Linked DNA regions of Callithrix jacchus: region 2 is linked to region 1. Evidence: chromatin contacts called from public Hi-C data. All regions are on one chromosome and are shown on one strand. The core of a region is the stretch at or near the end of the contact, and the rest is flanking DNA. Distances in the headings are between cores, read along the strand shown.

Region 1 (6,168 bases), core at 2,908-5,407:
GGTGACACATGTCTGTAATCCCAGCTACTTGGGAGGCTGAGGCACAACAATCACTTGAACCCAGGAGGCGGAGGCTGCAGCCAGCTGAAATCGTGCCACTGCACTCCAGCCTGGTGATAGAGTGAGACACCATCTAAAAAAAAAAAAGAAGTACCAGTCACTGATGGCTGGGTGCAGTGGCTCATGCCTGTAATCCCAACACTTTGAGAGGCCAAGGCGGTGGATCACTGGAGGTCAAGAGCTTGAGACCATCCTGGCCAACATGTTGAAACCCTGCCTCTACTAAAAATGCAAAAATTAACTAGGCATAGTGGTGGGTACCTGTAATACCAGCTATTTGGGAGGCTGAGGTACGAGAATTGCTTGAAACCGGGAGACGGAGGTTGCAGTGAGCCAAGATTATGCCACTGCACTCTAGCCTGGGCAACAGAGCAAAACCCCGTCTCAAAAAAAAAGAAAAAAAAGAAAGTACCAGTCACTGTGCTGTTTCTCTTTATATTTCTCTGCATCTAGGCAGGGCTTTCACAAAGTGCTGTACAATCCCTTTTCTTCATTATCACGTGTTGGCCCATCTCTGAAGATATGGCCTGATTAATAAGCTTGCAGCAAGAAGAAAAAAAAATTGCCCTTAATCCTTTGTACATGCTTTCATACCTTTTACATACAATTCTATCCTTTATGGCAATTTGGGTGACATAAAAAGTTGCCTGAATCTGTGTAGGGATTTCTCCTCACACTCAAAAGAGGCCTGAACAAACAGCATAGCAGAGCCAGGCCCACTTCTTTTTTTTTCAAATAACAGAGACAGAGTCTAGCTATGTTATCCAATGCTGGTCTCGAACGCTCAAGGGATCCTCAAGGCCTCCCAAAATGGTGAGAATACAGGCATGAGCCACCTCACCCAGCCCAGGTCCACTTTTCTCACGGCACATGACAACAAGTTCCTCACAACACATAGTTAAACATAGAGGCACAATGTGAATGGGTCATTAAGCTAGCAAGAGCCGCTTTCCACTCAGAAGCGCTCTTCAACAACTCCGGCCAGAGAGAACTATGACACCAGTCCCACCTCCTCCTGGCTACTTGGACAGAGGAGCCTGCTCCCTATGACCCTCCCTAGACAGCAGGTGGCTGGTCCCCAGGCCCTCCATGCTGTTGGCCTCTTGGCATCCTCTGTCCAAGTAGCCAGGAGGAGGTGGGCTGGTCCCCAGGCCCTCCATGCTGTTGGCCTTTTGGCATCCTCCCTTTGACGCCAAAGGCCTGCACAACCTACTGACAACCTTGTCCAGGGGAAATAAGAGATTTTCATGAGGAGGGAGACTTGGTCCTTAAGGGAGAAGTAACCAGCAAAGATATTCACTTGCCCCTTCAGGTCTACCCTTTGGCTACACCCCAAGCAGCTGCCAAATCATGTTTCAGGACTCACTGAAGGAGATCATCTAATACAATGTCTGCATGCATGTAGTCCTGAACAGTTTCAACCAATATCTCAGTTTTTGGTCCAGCGAGACCATGAGGACAGGTTCTTATCCTAGGGTCCCCATAACACCTGTTTTCCCCAAAGGCTGCAGGAAGAAACAGGTTGCAAACAGGAATGGGAAACCACAAAAGACCATTGCTACCCTAAAGCTACTTGAGGGTTATTTTCAACTCCCTAGAAGAACTGCAGGCCATGGCCAGGAAGCTCCTCTTAATGTCCCACTGCACAATTCCTCCCTGCTGGGATCCCAGGGTCTCCATCATTTATTTCCCACTGGAGGTAGGAAGCTGTGGTCCCCTTCAATCGTAAGTCGAACCATACTTCTCTCTGCCTAATGTCCTAAAGCAAAGCAGCTGCAGAGCTAGGAAGAAGCTGTGTAGGGAGGAGAACAGTGTAGAATAAGCAAAAAGTTTATCAGGAAAAGTTGCTCCGTCAAACTTCAAAAGCAAAAGCTTTGCCCTGATGTGACGTCTTGAGCTCATCGGTAAAGTATCAAAAGGAGACCTCTTCCTCATCTCTCCACAAGCACCAGGCCCTCATCTTTGGCCCTCCTAACCCCACAGGAGAGCCCCGGGCTCCCAGCCGCCCCTATCCTAAGCAGTCTCGTGCCCTCTGAGCTTCTCCGGCCTCGTTCCTCCAAAGCCCTCTCAAATGCTCCCCAGGCCCCGCCTCGCCTCCCGCATCCCACTTCAGCCGCCCCCCCTTTGGCTTCCCCTCGCCCACTAATGACCCCCTACAGGCGCCCCCTCTTTTCACCACGTTTACAGTTCCCTCGCTCAAGCCATTCCCCCCTCTGCTCCTACAAACACCCCCAGTCCTCACTATTCTCCTAATCCTGGTTAACCCTTCACTACTCACGGCTCCGTTAACCCCTTTGTCCCCACTCCCAACTTCAGCCTTAACTCCTTCCCTCGCAGCAGGAAGCCCTCCTTCCAGGCGCTTTAACCGTCCTCCTCCCCTCCTCCCTGCCTCCCACAAATTACTTCGCCCTCAGCGCTTTAACCCTTCCCAGCCCGCGCCTGTCCGTCTCCCAGCGGCCCAGGGCATACCAGTACTTCACGATAGCGGTAACCTGGAGCGGGTTTGGCTGGTCAGGGTAAAGGCGGCGGCACTCTCCGTAGATGGCGTGCAGTCCCGGGGGGAAGAGAGAGGCGAAGGCCGGGGGGGCAGTCGGGCCAGGGGCCGGGGGCGCGGTGGGGCCAGGGGCGCCGCTAGGCCGCAGCTCCGCCATCCGGGCGCGTAGGGCAGGCACTGGAGGAACTAGGGAGGGCAGACGAGGGGAGAGCACTGACGGGCCAACGGGTGGACTCGGTGGGTGAGACTCCCCGAGGCGATGGGGGCTGCAGCGAGGTCTAGCTCCGCGCCTGCGCACGGCGCACTGTCCGCCCAGGCTGTCGCCGCCGCTAAGTCTGCCAGAGGGTGCCTCGGGGCGGCGGGGCGCTCAGGAAGGCGGGGCGCCGGCGCGCCCTATCCAAGCACCCATTGGCTAATGTCTGTGCCAGTCACAAGCGGGGAAGGCGTGAGTTGACAATAGACCCCGCCTTCCCTCCCTGTGTTGGGAATATTCCAAGGCTCTTGGTCTCCCCCTAGTGTTAGGAGGAACCCAAATTTAGAGATGTTGAGGCATCCCTCTGAGGTGCTAGGGTCCCACGAAAGCACCGAGAAGTGCGCCAACAAAGGGTTTGTTACTGTTTTGCTGACGCTCTGCTAACTAGGATTTAAATATAAATCTGACAATGGATTGTTTCATTCATCTATGGGGCGTTAGTTTTAACAGATTGTAATAAATCTGTTTTCTAGGGCTATTGGCAAAAAGGTCCCTGCAATTTGAAGGGGGCAGGGGGAGAAAATAATCCGGAGAAAAAAATGCACTGGGCTCATTTGAAAGCAGTGACACATAACCTCTCTTCACTTCCATTTTCTCAGCCGTCAATGTCAATTCTAGCTCCTCAAGAAAATTAAAGAGACACTAGAACAGTTCCTGAAACCCTTAGATAATGTTTTAATGACCAAAAGATTACCTATACCAGTAGTTCCAATTGCCAATCTTCGGATCAAAGTAGCCTGTTACAAAGTTTACACCTATGCAGAAAAAAAGAAAATGCAAAAAGCAACGACAATGTACAGGTTTTTTCATTAAAGCTAATTTTATGCAACTCAAATTGTTTTCCTTTGTTGTAGGAATATGTCCTCTACGTGTGTAACATCTCCTTGTTGTTTGAGTGTGAGGTGCTAGGAGATGTTTATTCGAGTCTTATAGACCCAAATAAAAACATGAGAACCTCACATTGTCTAAGGAAACATTGGGGGGAGTGGCAGTACTGATCTGCAAAATCCAAACATCCATTTATTATGACCAATCCAAAGCGAACTACAGGCAAGTACTCGAGAAGACTACATACCTCAGCATGCACTGCGAACTTCTTCGAAGTAACTACAGATCCAGACAAGCCACGTGACCATCAACCTGTGTCTCTGTCTATTTAATCTAGGGAGACCACAAACCCCAGGGTACTGTGCATCGGAAATGCGACTCCCAGTCTTAAACTAGGCGGTCACCAAAATAAGCGAGACCGCTTACCCAGGCGCAAAGCGTGCTGGGGATTGTAGTTCTTCAGAGGCGAGGTCCGGCCGCTCCCTCGCCGTCCTGAACCGGCGGCTAGACTGCGCATGCGTGTCAGTGGCGCTAACGGCGGACCCGGCTGGCAGTTCCTTCTCCTGAAGGAGAGATTCCTCTGCCATGGAGTCCTACGATGTGATCGCCAACCAGCCTGTCGTCATAGACAACGTGAGTTGCGTCTTTCCTATCTATAGGGGGACTTGGGTTCTCCTCGAAAGGATCGCTTCCCGGGGTTCACCCTGAGCAGCCGGCTCTTTGTCACTGGCCCCGGCCTGTCAGGCGGGTTCAGCCACCGCCGCCTTCTTCCTCCCCTCATCATAGTCTGCAAGCAAGGCGACCAGCCAGCAAAAGTGGGATGGAGAACTCTGGAGTGGATAAAGAAAAGGGTTATAGTCCAAGCCAGTCCTTGGGCCCTTGGCTGTAGGGGCCTTAACCGCTGTGTGAGAGCCTGTCGCCCGCCCTCCTCCGATCGCTCTATTGGCTGCTCTGGCTGTCCATCTTGGCCGGTGATCCCGCCTCTGGGACTAGCCGGATGAGGCTAGGCCTCTGCGGTGATTGGCTCTCGCCCCTGTCGTTCTTTCTGGCCGCCATATTGTTTTCCCCTCTCCAAGGGGCGGGGCAGTGCTCCAGGGTTTTGGGGATTGGCTTCTGGGACTCCGGGTGGTGGGGCCTAACGGCGAGGTCCCGCCTGCGGGTGGAGAAAGGCTAAGTTTTCCTTCTGTCTCAGCCGGCGCGGCGGCTTGGTGGTGTGGATATGGGTGGGGCCCGAGAATCTGGTGCCAGAAACTGCTGTAGGATATTGGCTATTACTGTGATTGTAAATTACAAAGTTGATAAAGGTCAGAAAGAAAGGAGGGTGACAAAGCAAGCAGAGACGTTGTCTTCCTCTTCGGAACGCCTAGTTCTTAGGGAGAAAAAAATTACCAAACTTAATACTTGCCTGGCGCTCTAGCGCTTCCAGGGGGTTTTCACATACATTCGAGTTGGATTTTCACAAAAACTGGACGCATAGTTTAAAAGGAATTTTGATCCTCGTGTTACCGATGAGAAAACTGAAGCGCGAAGACGTAACATGAGCCCAAGGTCACACAGCAGAGGTGCCCTAAATACGGTGTTTTATTCGTCATTCTTTTTGCCAGCACCCCCGCGCAGAAGCATCAATAATGACCAATAGAAAGAGTCTAAATACTGCTCTTCTGTTGAGGGAAAAGGAGAAAATCGTAAAACGACTGCATTTCTGCCTTCGATTCAAAGCTTTGGTCCCACTCAGACTGATCCCTTTCTGTGTTCCTTGTAGGTCAAACCAACAGTTTCCTCTGTCGTAAGCTGACTGTCAGATTCTCTCTGTTGATTCACCTCTTCGGACCTTACACATATTACAATGTTCTTTCCCGTTTAAGCTTCAGCTCTGTTGGGTAGATAGGAATTACTATCCCCAGTATATGCAGGGATGTTAAATAGCAGTATTCAAGCCACCCACCCAGCTTAGGAATTGAGGAGCCAGTCATCAGACTGAGATCCAGTTCCAAGTTGCTCGCTTTTTCCAAGTAAGATGTTTTTGTTGTTTTCGTTACCTTTTCCTTCTCTCCAGGGGTATGGCTTCCTCCTCGAAAGGGGCAGAACTGAGCTCAATGAGACACTTTATTTTTTTCTTTCTTTTTTTTGGAGACAGAGTCTCTGTTGCTGAGTCTGAAATGCAGTGGCGCAATCACAGCTCACTGCAGCCTCAACTTCCTAGTTCAAGTGATCCTCCCCCTTCATCCTCCCAAGTAGCTGGGACTGCAGGCATGCACCACTATACCCAGCTAATTTTTGTAATTTTTTGTAGATGGCATATCACCATGTTGGCCAGGCTGTTGCGATTCTCCCACCTTGGCCTCCCAAAGTGCTGGGACTATAGGCCTGAGCCACCGTGCCTAGCGACACCTCTTTTTCTTTTTTGGTTGGGGGGCGGAGGGGACAGGGTCTCACTTTGTTGCCCAGGGTGGAGTGCAGTGGCGCAATCTCAGCTCTCTGCAGCCTCCACTTCCCAGTTCAAGCGGTCCTCCTGCCACAGCCTTCCAAGTAA
Region 2 (6,974 bases), core at 3,437-5,936, 84 kb before region 1:
TGGCCATGAGAAAACCTACTCCTCTGAGGAGAGGTGTGATCCTTCCTCTTCTGCCAATCTTCCAGCCAGAACCTCCCAGTCACTGCTGTAGAAGACAGGGTGGAAGCCTGCCACAGGGAAGAGGCCGCTCCTGCAGTTTCTCCTTTAACAGCTAGAGGGTGTGGCCACACAAGGAAGAGCCACCGGAGAGCAGAAGGCTGGACTTCCCCCAGCTGCATTGGTTCCCTTGTTAGGCAAAGGACTGTGGATGGAGATTGCTTCCTATTTCTTAGACTGAAATGGGGGCCTGGGGTGGAGTGACTATCTGCAGATGCCCTTTTCACACCGAGACCCTGCCTTTGTGCAGGCCTTGGTATTGCTGAGTCCAAACACTCTCCAAATGGCCTCAAAGAAGAGCTGTACTCAACACATTCCTGGATTTTCTGGTCAATCAGTTCTGTGATGCTGAGCCTTGAATTAAAAGTCATCTGGAAGGCTCTATGCCCATGTGGACCAAGTAAAGCCTGTGACTGAGCACCTCAACAAGAATCTGTGCTTCCCGGCTCCATGGGTACCACACTGGCCTGTTGGTCAGCCTGGGAGCCCAACTGGGGGAAGCACAGATACTGTCCTTATTTTCTGGGACCATTCAGCAAGTGGCTCTGCCCCAGACACCTCCTTCCCATCAGTTATCTCCTCCTTCCAAGTGCTAACGCTGCCCTGGGCAAAGCTGGAGGTTCCAAGCAGGAAGAGGCTAAGCAGGGAAATGCTCTGTGTACTCTGGGCAGGAAGCGTGTATACCCTAGTGTGCTCAGGGGATAATCTGAGCTTTTTCCTCTCCACTGGCTGCCCTGGGGTCCCTCACTTAGGTAAAGAGTTGCAGATAGACAATTCTTGGCTCAACTTGTCCAGCCCACTTACTTTATAAGTAAAAAGAAAAAGCTAAGACTCAGAAAGGTGAGGGACTTGTTTGGGCACACAGCTTATTAGTGTAGGGCTCAGATCACAGGAACATATGCCAGCTCTAAGTGGACTGATAGCAAGGAGGCCCCAGAAATGCACAGTGAATACAGAGGAGTTTACACTTGGTGCACAGCACCACCAGGAAAGAAAAGCTGTCCTTTCTCCCTGTGGGATCCCGGCTTGCTTTTAAAGACCACTAGGTGCGCCGGGTCCTGCCAGCTACTCTCAAGGGAGTCTGCTGACCAGGAAGGAGAACAGCTCTTGGCATGGAAGGATGGCTGCTTACCCTACTAGTGCAAGAACCAGGTTCTTTTTTAGTACTTGGCACTTATGACAGAGACCAAACAATGGTTCACAGTGCCCCATGATGGATCCCAGTACGGCTACAGGACAAGGGCCTAGGGAAACATAGCGTTCCTGGTTCTTGAATATGCTGAAGATACAAGGAAACCAAGTTTAAAGTAGAGAGAACAGAGGATCCTGGCAGCAGTTTGAAATGTTCAGTGTTAAAAGCACTAGGAAAACAGAGGAGCATCATCTGTGAATGAAGAGGATTTACGCCCAAGAACTCAAGTCTACAGTGAAGAACTCAGGGGCTGCTGGTTACATGTCCATCTGCCACCTCTCTCTTGCTCTAACACATGGAACTCCTGGCAGCTGCCTGTGGCCTACCAGATTTTTTAACAGAAGAATGAAAGGTTTAGAGATGGCAATTACCCACATTTGGTCAGGGGAGTAGATGGAGCCAGATGTGTGGCAGGCAAATCATTAGCTGTCTGTGGCTCCTACTTCAGGAGAAGCCCATAAAAAAGGTAGTTATGGGCCAGACATGGTGGCTCATACCAGCAATCCCAGAACTTTAGGGGGCCAAGGCAGGTGGATCATCTGAGGTCAGGAGTTCAAGACCAGCCTGGCCAACATGGTGAAACTCCATTTCTACTAAAAACACAAAAACTAGCTGGGCACGGTGGCAGGCACTTGTAATCCCAGCTACTCGGGAGGCTAAGGCAGAAGAATTGCTTGAACCCAGAGGGCAGAGGCTGCAGTGAGCCGAGATCATGCCACTGCACTCCAGTCTGGGCAACAAGAGTAAAACTCCATCTCAGAAAAAAAAAAGAAAAGAAAAGAAAAGAAAAAGAAAGGCAGTTACACTCTTGTGGCTTTCAAAATTCACCTGCATGCTAAAGAAATGCTTCTAAAACAGCAAAGATGACACTGAAACACTCTCCAGGTAGGCCACAGGGAATGGGCAGCTGCCAGACTGTCTGTCTAGGGTTCCAACCTTTCCAGGGTAGGAGCTCTGCATCTGACTGTCCAAGACAGAAAATGTGGCGAAAAGGGGGATGAGATCATTAACCAATCAGTGCTCACTCTTGCAGGTGGGCCATGGAGTCAGTATCACCTACCCTCCTGTATGGTACAGAGTGGTGGTGGCCATGGTGGCTCCCTGAGAGTCTGGGAGGCAGGTGAATGAATACTGGGCAAGCAAGCAATATCCACTATATTTATCTTTTATTGCTGGTAATCTAATTTTTCAAGCCAATATATATTTTATATACAATAAAATAATCCTTTTAAAATGCAAAAATACATATATGTCTGAGGACTAACTTTCCTAGGCTGAAATTTCTGCTCCCTATGTGCTCCACAGAATTCAGGGGACAAGTTCCAAATGATGCCATATTTCTACTCACTCACACATAAAGCTCCTCCGTTTTCCCAGGATGAAAGCCAGTGTTATTTGGAAGAGGCCTAGGCACAGGGTGCTAGAAAGGTTTTCCTCACTCAAGACATACTTGCAGGTGTGGATCGATCTCAAATATAGTCTCTCCCCTCCGCATGTCAGTTATCAGCCAGGGGCCTCCAGCGCTGTGGACAAGGAAAGGGGATACGATGGTAACTGAGGGTCTGGGGCTGATGGGCTGGGCCTACAGCCTAACCTGTTTGCTGCCCCAGGCCCAGGACACAGGGGAATAGTTTGTGGTAAGGGATTATCAGGGAGTGAGTTGTCAGAAAGCCCTGATATGAAAAACCAGGGCCTGAAATAACAATGCAAAAGGGAGCCCCACATGGAGGGTGACAGATGGACTCCCACCCCCAGGCCCAGGGAGCCAGGCTCCCACCTTGCATGGGTACTCACACAGGTACTGTCCGCAGCAGCTCCAGGATGCCCTGCCCATTCCACTGCTGGGCTGAGTGTAGCTCCTCAGTGCAGACACCAACGATCTAAGGCCCAGGATAGAAAGCCACTGTGTGTTAATGGCTGGCCCCCATCCCAAGAAGGTCAGCTACTCAGGTTCTCTGAGTCACCTCTAGTTGGGAGATCACAAACAGGATCTGTGCTCAGGAGCTGGTGCATCAAAGATGGGATGGTTCCCTTAGGAGGGAGTGGCTCCCTGGCTGGGAAATGGCTGGGTCCACAGGCAGGCCCTGAGGCCTGACCCTTGCCCTTGCTGTGTCTGAGTGACACCAAGTCTAGCTCTCGGCTGCAGAGAAAACCAAGGCCTGAGCAACTCAAGATGGGTCCTCAGGCCATGCCTCTGGAAGTAGGGGAGGTTCAGGGAGCTGTTCCTACCCAGTCTGGTATCATGGGGAATGTAAACAAGAGACTTTGAGACCTATCAGTCTTGGAACCGTCACCAATAGGTTCTAGCACTTGCAGAGAAACTCCTCCCTTCCTTCTTAGGGGCTAGGCCTTGGTGTAAATATCAAGGGAACCAGTGGAACCTTCACACAGACTTCATCGTGACCGAAAAGAAGCACTGGTCAAAGCTGGGCAGGTTCCCACAGCTTCTGAGAAACAGCAAGTACGACCCAGAGCTGGCTTCCTGCTGTAAAGTCCTGCTGTAAAGACTGAGTCTTCACTGTTCACAGAATACCTCCCACCCCCCGTTACTCCCTCAGCTACAGCCATTATATTCCACCCAAATGGCTTCCTCCCCTCCCCGCTTCTCCCATCTCAGCAGGTTAAATCGGACCATCTAAATCTACCTGCTAAACCATCAGAGGAAACAGAAATCAAGAGGAGGCCAAAGGAAACCTCTCCTCCCTTCACTCTCCCTCTTCAAGCACCCCTGTCCTGCCAGGACCTTTCCCATGGGAAGGCTTGAGCCAAAGTCCAACCTGTGCCTTACCTGGAGGAAGGTGACTAACCCAAAGGGTGTCTGTACGGGCTGCATCTGTGGGTCCTCTGTCAGCAGCATGTGCTGAATTCTTGACTCACTGTTATCCAAAGGGCTGTGCCAGGACACATGGTCCCCACTGCAGAAGGTGTTCTCTGTGGGAGAGACACAAGGATCCTCAGTGTTGGAGGTCCCACATCCAGGCCTGGAATGTGGCTTGGGATCTCACTAGCCCAAGCTGGGAGGATTCCCAGCCTCTTAGGGTAGCCTCTGTGAAGGAAGAGAAGCATTCACTCCGGGTGGATGGAAGCAAAGAGTTTGTGGATATTTCCAAAAACCCAAATTGTTCCTGCTTGCCAATTCTGTCAGCCTTAAACGGAAAAGGACAGGCTATTAGTGTGGAAGCTCCCTTGGCCTGGGAAGCCCAAAAAACTTCTGGCATCTGCTTCACTTCCCCAACACCCCGATTCATGGTGGGAGGCAGGAGCCATGGTTGGATCTGCCAAGAAAGAATAAAGTGCTTTTCTGTGGGGGCACCTGGCCAGAAGTCCACAGGGAGGCAACAGGGTAATGAAAGCCCTTTGCCTTGGAAAAACAGACCAGGATTTCTGTGTTGCTGAAACCGGGCTCAGAAGGAAACATCCAACCTTGGAGGGCCTTCGAGGTCTCTCACCAGTTTCCTACAGGTAGACGTAGGAATTCCTGAGGAACACCAGGCTTCAAGTAAATGGAGGTCTATATAGTGCCTCCCACACCGAGACAAATCGTGAGGGTCCTCAGGCCATGTCTCTGAGATGTTCAGATTCTGCCAAGGGGTAGCTATTGGCATGAGGGCACAGCCTACTCACAGGCACACCACTGCATGTCACACATGCCCATTACTTTAGAAAGCGTTTTGTTTAAGGTCACATAACCACAAGGTAAAACAACTCCATGGGCTATTAAGTCTCCCATCAGCTCTGACTCACATTGTGGGTGCCAAGGTGCTCTGCATTACCAGCCTATGTGTTCACAGGCTGCCATCCATGTTTTGTTCTTACACAAATGGAAGCACACTATTCTGCAGATTTTACTTAATTACATATTTTAGAGATTACTTCTTTTTTAAAAAAAATATGGAATGCTTCATGAATCTGCATGTCATCCCTGCACAAGGGCCATGCTAATCTTTGTATTGTTCCAAATTTAGTATATGTGCTGCTGAAGCAAGCATGAGCTCACTTCTTACCAGCACATACAGAGCTGTCTCATTCTTTAAATGGCTATTCCAGAGTTCACTGTGGTCTGTCATTCATGATCTTGGAATCTCAACAGTTGAGGTACCTTCACTTTTTATCAATATTTAAGGTAAGGCAGAACACACACACACACACACACACACACAAATCTTTTCCATCCAAGATACAGCTCAAGTTATTGATTCTAACCTCAGTGGTGTTCATTCAGGCAAAAGAAGGAAGACTACTTCCTCTGAGATGTGAAAATACAGGGGAGAGGAGAAAGCACAGCTCCAGGTAGAGCCAACTGAAAACTCCTATTTCCAAATTCCTGCTAGGCTCACTCTTCCCAGAATCCCTCTCCTTTTATGTAAGTGTGTTTCTACAAGTAGCCTGCATGTTCTAAAAGCAAGAAACAATGCAACAGGTGAAAGGACTGAATAAGTAATTAACTCCCCTAACAACATACACACATACTAACAGTCCAGGACCACCAGATGACTCCACTGGTAAATTCTGCTAAACATTTAAGAATTAATATCAACTGTTCGCAAACTATTCCAAAAAATAAAAGAAGAAATACTTTCTAATTCATTGTATGAAAACAGTATTACTATGATATCAAAAGCAAAGGTAAGACAAGGGGGAAAAAAACCCTATAGGCCAATATACTTTATGCATAGAAAAACAAAATCCTCAACAAAATACCAGCAAACGGAACCCAGCAACATATAGAAAGGGTTATACACAATGACCAAGTAGGATTTATTCCAGAAATGCAAGGTTAGCTATACATAAGGAAATCAATGTAATATATCAACAGAATAGAGGTTATAAAAAAACACTACATGATTATGTCAGTAGACACAGAAAAAGCATTTGACAAGATCCTTTTCATGATAAAAATACTCAGACTTGAAATAGATGGAATTTCCTCATCTTGATAAAGGGCATTGACAAAAAAACCCCACAACTAACATCATCCTTGATTGATGGTGAGTGACTGAATTAATTCCCTCTAAGATCAGGAACACGACAGAGATGCCTACTCTCACCACTTCTATTCAACACTGCATTAGAGTTGGAAGCCGGGACAATTAGGCAAGAAAAAAGAAATAAAAGGCCAGGTGTGGTGGCTCATGCCTGTAATCCCAACACTTTGGGAGGCCAAGGCGGGCAGATCACCTGAGGTCAGGAGTTCAAGACCAGCCTGGGCAACATGGTGAAGCCCCATTTCTACTAAAAATACAAAAACTAGCCAGGTGTGGTGGCATGAGCCTGTAATCCAAGCTACTAGGTAGGCTGAGGTAAGAGAACTGCTTGAACCCAGGAGGTAGAGGTTGCAGTGAGCCAAGATTGTGCCATTGCACTCCAGCCTGTGGACAGAGCAAGACTCGGTTGGAAAAAAAACCAAAGATATACAAATAGCTAATAAGCACATAAAAAGGCCTTCAATGTGACCATCAGAAGAATGCAAATCAAAACCACAATGAGGCCAATCTGGTGGCCTCCCAAGGTGGGAGGATTGCTTGAGGCCAGGAGTTCGAGACCAGCCTGGGCAAACATGGCAAAATCCCATCTCTACAAAAAAATACAAACAACAAAAAAAATTAGCTGGATGTGGTGGCCCACACCTATAGTCCCAGCTACTCAGGATGTTGAGGTGGGAGGATTGTTTGAGCTCTGGTCATAC

Evidence for each region. Hi-C and Micro-C count contacts between places; a contact is called where the count stands out from the background.
Region 2: a Hi-C map of skeletal muscle shows a contact between it and region 1, with 4 times the contacts expected there. The contact joins the enhancer-like site here to the promoter of ACTR1A in region 1. A contact is called at or near these places in 2 of 3 Hi-C or Micro-C datasets (both in skeletal muscle).

Annotation. Positions count from the first base shown.
Region 1 is chr12:95,494,600-95,500,767 of calJac240_pri, reverse strand. ACTR1A (actin related protein 1A) reads left to right here and starts at 4,157. Exons shown (of 11, transcript XM_078346396.1): 1 at 4,157-4,268. It overlaps SUFU (SUFU negative regulator of hedgehog signaling), which reads right to left and starts at 4,550. Exons shown (of 12, transcript XM_035268939.3): 1 at 3,883-4,550. The coding sequence starts at 3,890.
Region 2 is chr12:95,578,358-95,585,331 of calJac240_pri, reverse strand. SUFU (SUFU negative regulator of hedgehog signaling) reads right to left here. Exons shown (of 12, transcript XM_035268939.3): 4 at 4,077-4,219; 5 at 3,083-3,168; 6 at 2,739-2,811. It also overlaps the pseudogene LOC118146510. Among named protein-coding and RNA genes, the nearest start is that of TRIM8, 51 kb to the left of the region's middle. Within about 2 kb of position 4,686, at least 4 of the 16 cell types and tissues checked have an H3K27ac peak or open chromatin away from gene starts, as enhancers often do. A contact at or near this core is called in skeletal muscle, where this site is marked.